2 separate regions of the Oryctolagus cuniculus genome follow, and region 2 is linked to region 1. The links are chromatin contacts, called in public Hi-C maps. All regions are on one chromosome and are shown on one strand. Each heading gives the region's core, a stretch centred on a gene start, on an enhancer-like site or on the middle of the called end of the contact. The rest is flanking DNA. Distances are from core to core; before and after follow the strand shown. Region 1 has its middle 43 kb from the start of DCP2. Region 2 holds the start of MCC (MCC regulator of WNT signaling pathway).

Region 1 (2,700 bases), core at 22-2,521:
CTGTTCTCACCTTGTTGCTTTCCCTTTCTTTGTTGGTCTCCAATCATCACTTCTAAGTAGGAGGGACAGCAAAGCCAGTTATAAAAAAATAGACTTTTTGCCAAGTTCATTTTCTTACTATGGTGCCCTCTCTTGGCTGTTTGCTTTCGCCCTGGTGGATCCGCCTGCTCTGGGTGTTTTCCTCCATGGTTATCTCTGAGGCCACCACAGCCACAGTTAGGGTGGAGACCGAGGAGCGGCAGGGCCCCCTGTGCTGTATTCAGATCACTGGTAACCAGGAAACCCGTTGTCCTGAGTTCCTCAGTGTCCTGAGAGCTGTGCGGTCGGCCCCTGTGGTGTGGCTCTGCCCCCCCCCCGTGGTGTGGCTCTGCCCCCCCCCGTGGTGTGGCTCTGCCCCCCCCCCGTGGTGTGGCTGTGTCCCCCCCCCCCGTGGTCTGGCTCTGTCCCCCCCCCCGTGGTGTGGCTGTGTCCCCCCCCCCGTGGTGTGGCTTTGTCCCCCCCTGTGGTGTGGCTCTGTCCTCCTCCCTGTGGTGTGGCTCTGTCCCCCCCTGTGGTGTGGCTCTGTCCCCCCCCCGTGGTGTGGCTCTGTCCCCCCCCCCCGTGGTGTGGCTCTGTCCCCCCCCATGGTGTGGCTCTGTCCCCCCCCCCGTGGTGTGGCTCTGTCCCCCCCCCCGTAGTGTGGCTCTGTCCCCCCCCCCCCGTGGTGTGGCTTTGTCCCCCCCCGTGGTGTGGCTCTGTCCTCCTCCCTGTGGTGTGGCTCTGTCCCCCCCTGTGGTGTGGCTCTGTCCCCCCCCCCGTGGTGTGGCTCTGTCCCCCCCCCCGTGGTGTGGCTCTGTCCCCCCCCGTGGTGTGGCTCTGTCCCCCCCCCGTGGTGTGGCTCTGTCCCCCCCCGTGGTGTGGCTCTGTCCCCCCCCCCGTGGTGTGGCTCTGTCCCCCCCCCCCGTGGTGTGGCTCTGTCCCCCCCCCCGTAGTGTGGCTCTGTCCCCCCCCCCCCGTGGTGTGGCTTTGTCCCCCCCCGTGGTGTGGCTCTGTCCTCCTCCCTGTGGTGTGGCTCTGTCCCCCCCTGTGGTGTGGCTCTGTCCCCCCCCCCGTGGTGTGGCTCTGTCCCCCCCCCCGTGGTGTGGCTCTGTCCCCCCCCCCCCCCCGTGGTGTGGCTCTGTCCCTCCCCCCCCCGTGGTGTGACTCTGTCCCTGGGCTTCAGGGTTGCTCTGGACTGTGACAGATTGTGCCTGAGGGAGAGGGCCAGTGCTGCTGGGCCAGGCCAGGCTGCACACGGGGCGGTGCCTCACTGCGTAGCCCCGGGGCTGTGGGCCAGGGACTGGGTGTTCTCTAACCGATTCCAGTGTGGTTGCCCAGCGGTCTGGTGAAGGTAAAGGAATTTTTCTCACTTTACAAAGCAGCAGTGGGTGGAGAGTCCGGTTTTCGTGTGCAGCGCCCGCAGGGCACGGCTTTCTCCCGGGAAGCTCGCCCAGAGCCACGCGGCCAGGCAGCCGTGAGCGTCACTTCATGGTGGCGGCGGCGTGATGTGCACGCAGCACTGCCTGGGGTGACGTCTGCTCGGGGCAGTGGAGCTAACTGGTGCCTGGCAGTGGACCTGAAAGCCGGCTTCCACCAGCTGGTGTGTCCAGACAGGCATCCATTACAGAGAAGTGTGAAGAATGTTCTGTGATAGACAGCGGAGGTCTTGAGAAAGGTTTAGGATGGACTCTTCCGTGGGGCGGTGTCAGTCCAGGAGGCATCCATCCGGGTCCTCTGGTTGGGGGGGAACGGCCGTGCTCACAGCGGAAAGCTGTGTTGTAGGAGCTGGAGCGCGGGGCAGTGTAACCCAGCACGGCAGGCCAGAGCCGGCGAACCTGGTGCTGCCTCTGGGGACGGGCCCTGCCGATGCTTGGGGTTGGGTTTGGGGTTTGGGTTTTGGCCACTCCGTTGAGTGCTGCCTGAAGACCTGTTTCCGGGGGTGGCTGGCCACTGGAAGCCACTGTGTCCTTTTCCCCTATTCCCTTGTCTCTATGTAGAGCAGAGCTGTCTGCACTTGGGCGGCCGTGAGAACCGGCACGCGGGGAGTGGGTTCTGCCCGCCGGAGGACCTGACGTCATCTGACCCTGGGGCACTGTGCGCGTGGCTGTCACAGCGACTTGGGAACTAAGGGGAAACCTGGGCGAGGGTGTAGGGGACATGGGCAGTGTTCTGGCCCTTCAGTGTGTGAGAGGGCTCGGTGTCGGGATAGCAGGCTGGCTGAACCCAGTGCCCATGGAGTCAGCAAGTGCCCTGGTCGCAGCAAGCCCTGCTGGTGCACTGGGCATCCCTCTCACACACGGTCGTGTGACCCTGAGGAGGCACCGCGGGTGGCAGCAGTGGTCGCGGGCACGCGTGTGCTCCCTGTGTCCCCCCCCCCCCCCCAGCTTTGCTCTGGACGTTCACAGCTCACACTGCAGATCACTGCTTTTTTTTTTTACTTTTAAGCTATGATCTCGTGCTTTGGGGAGCAGTTTTTTTTTTTTTTTTAAAGATTTATTTTATTTATTTGAAAGACTTACAGAGAGAGGTAGACAGAGAGAGAGAGAGGTCTTCCGTCCGCTGGTTCACTCCCCAGATGGCTGCAGTGGCCGGAGCTGCACCGATCCGAAGCCAGGAGCCAGGAGCTTCTTCCGGATCTCCCACGCAGGTGCACTGGGCCAAATTCCACTGCTTTCTCAGGCC
Region 2 (2,700 bases), core at 38-2,537, 450 kb after region 1:
ACTCCTGCCCCTGAGAAACTAAACCTGGCTGTGGACTAAATGAGATCACAGCCTTTACCTAGGCAAACAACAACGAAGTAAACCACACAAGGGATTTTTTTTTTAAATCCCAGAATCAAAATAGGAAAAGACGTCCAGATAAAAATCCGCGTAGGACCAATCAGAATTACACACTATTTTCATTTCAGAGCAGAATTATTCCATAATTTTTTAATGTCTCCCTCGTGTTTCTCAAGGAAATTTCTTTTTTTTTTTTTTTTTTGACAGGCAGAGTGGACAGTGAGAGAGAGAGACAGAGAGAAAGGTCTTCCTTTGCCGTTGGTTCACCCTCCAATGGCCGCCGCGGCTGGCGCGCTGCGGCCGGCGCACCGCGCTGATCCGATGGCAGGAGCCAGGAGCTTTTTCCTGGTCTCCCATGGGGTGCAGGGCCCAAGCACAAGCACCTGGGCCATCCTCCACTGCACTCCCTGGCCACAGCAGAGGGCTGGCCTGGAAGAGGGGCAACCGGGACAGAATCCGGCGCCCCGACCGGGACTAGAACCCGGTGTGCCGGCGCCGCTAGGCGGAGGATTAGCCTAGTGAGCCGCGGCGCCGGCCCTCAAGGAAATTTCAAAAGATAACCAACTGCAGCTAAGAAGGGTCCCCAGGAAACTTTTTTTCCAGTCTTCAGAAGTGTTCGGGCGATCACCTGGAGACCAGGAGGCAGCCCCGGACTGGGGGCAGAGATCACGGGCGCCTCAGGGGCACCTGCTGCACCGGGCTCGGGCGGCCTCGTCCACCCCAGCAGACCAATGCGGCCGGGGTCTCCTAGGAGTCCGTGCGCCGGACAGGGACGCGCACTCGGGCAGGAGGAAGTGGCGGGGGGCGAGCGGAGCCGGGGGTCTCGGCGTCGCCCTCCACCCGGAGCGGCCGCCTGGGGCTCCCGGCACCCGCACGCCCGCCCCAGCGAAGTTCCCACCGACGCCGTCGCCCGCCGCGCAGGCGGGCGCGCCCCGGGACGTCCCCCGAAACAAAGCCAGCGCGGAGGAAACCTGCAGCCGCGAGCGCACCGAGCAGCCCCCGGCCGCACGCGGTGCCGCCCCGCGCTCTGGGGCAACTTGCGCGAAGTTGGGGCGCACGGGCGGGGGGCGGCCCCTGCCCCTACCTGCTGATGTAGCCGTCGCCATCGCCGTCGCACGTCTGGAAGAGGAGCCGCACGCGCTCCTCCTCGCCGGTGCTGGACGTGTCGCTGCCGCCGCCGCTGCCGCCGCTGCCCGCGCTCCCCGCCGCCGCCGCCATCATGCGCGGCCCCGCGCGGCGGCCGCCAACCTGCGGGCCGAGCATGCCCAGTGGCCGCGCCGCCGCCGGGGGCTCCGCCTCTCCGGGGGTCCGGCCCCGGCGGCTCTGTCCGCGGCGTGCGGGGTCGGTGCGGCGCCGCGCCTGGCACGGGCGCCCACTCCGGGCCCGCGCGCGTCTCCCTGGACGCGGGGCGGCCGGCCCCTCTCCGCGAATGCCCGCACCCGCGACCCTCTCGGCCACGGTCTGGCTTCCTCGGAGTCCCGGGCAGGATGCTCCTGGCCCCCGCCCCGGGTCCGCGACCGCAGTGCCGTCCCGCAGGTGCTAGGGGCGCGCGCCCAGCGGGGTTGGGCAGATTGCCGGCGCCCACCCGGTGCCCGGCAGCGGTCAGCGCCTGTTGCCCCCAACCTGCAGGAGAGAAAACTGAGGCGAACGCGCGCGCTGCAGCGTCCCGGGCAGAGCAGGCTGGCGCGGGGCCGCCGACTCATCCCTGCGGCCGGCTGACCGCCAGGCTCTGGAAGGCGTGCGCTCTGGCGGAGCGAGCGAGAAGCCAGCCCCCGGCCCCTGGTGTTTGAGCCCGGCCGGCCCTCAGCCACCAAGCCGCTGCAAGGATGGTGGTTCTGGGCTGGTTTCGTTTGTTTTGTTCATTTAGATTTATTTATTTATCTTGAAAGAGTTAGAGACCTTCATCTGCTGGTCCACTCCCCCAGATGGCCTCAGGGGCCCCTCGCCCCCTGACCTGAGCCGGGAGCTCCGGGTCTCCCGCGTGGGTGGCAGGGGCGCAAACGCCAGGACCATCGGCTGATACCCCACCCCCCACCCCCACCCCCACCCCGGGAGCATCAGCAGGGAGCTGGAGCAGACGCGGAGCAGCCGGGATCCGAACCAGCAACCACAGAGGATGGCGGCTGTCATAGGTGGGGCTTTACCACCAGGCCAGAGCGCCTCGGGCCCCATGAGGTTTTTTAATGCAGCAGCAGGAAGCCAGGTCAGAGGGAAGGGGCCACCGCCCTCCTCCTCAGCACCCGCACCCCTGCATGTGTGCCTACTCTAGTTCTTGTGGGATGGGCACCCCCCGTATTTCAGGGCCCTTACAGTGGGACAGCACACATGATCAACTCAGAAAAGCTTTGTCAGTCTCCCGGACACCAGTAGCTCAGAGCTGCTACGGGTGCTACACATACTCCTGTTCACAGGAGGGCGAGAACTGAAAATCTGAATTTAAAGATAATGTGGGGTCGGCTGACTGCTCCACTTCTGATGCAGCTCTCTGCTATGGCCTGGGAAAGCAGTAGAAGATGGCACAAGTCCTTGGGCCCTGCATCCACATGGGAGACCCCGAAGAAGCTCCTGGCTCCTGGCTTCGGAACAGCAAAGCTCCGGCCTGGGCCATCTGGAGGCTCCTGGCTCCTGGCTTCGGAACAG

The links. Hi-C and Micro-C count contacts between places; a contact is called where the count stands out from the background.
Region 2: a Hi-C map of embryonic fibroblasts shows a contact between it and region 1, with 3 times the contacts expected there. The contact joins the promoter of MCC here to the enhancer-like site in region 1. A contact is called at or near these places in 2 of 6 Hi-C or Micro-C datasets (ear pinna and embryonic fibroblasts).

The regions. Positions count from the first base shown.
Region 1 is chr6:3,900,705-3,903,404 of mOryCun1.1, forward strand. No RefSeq gene overlaps it. Among named protein-coding and RNA genes, the nearest start is that of DCP2, 43 kb to the left of the region's middle. Within about 2 kb of position 1,272, at least 2 of the 8 cell types and tissues checked have an H3K27ac peak or open chromatin away from gene starts, as enhancers often do. A contact at or near this core is called in ear pinna, where this site is marked.
Region 2 is chr6:4,353,727-4,356,426 of mOryCun1.1, forward strand. MCC (MCC regulator of WNT signaling pathway) reads right to left here and starts at 1,288. Exons shown (of 19, transcript XM_017337630.3): 1 at 1,145-1,288. The coding sequence starts at 1,281.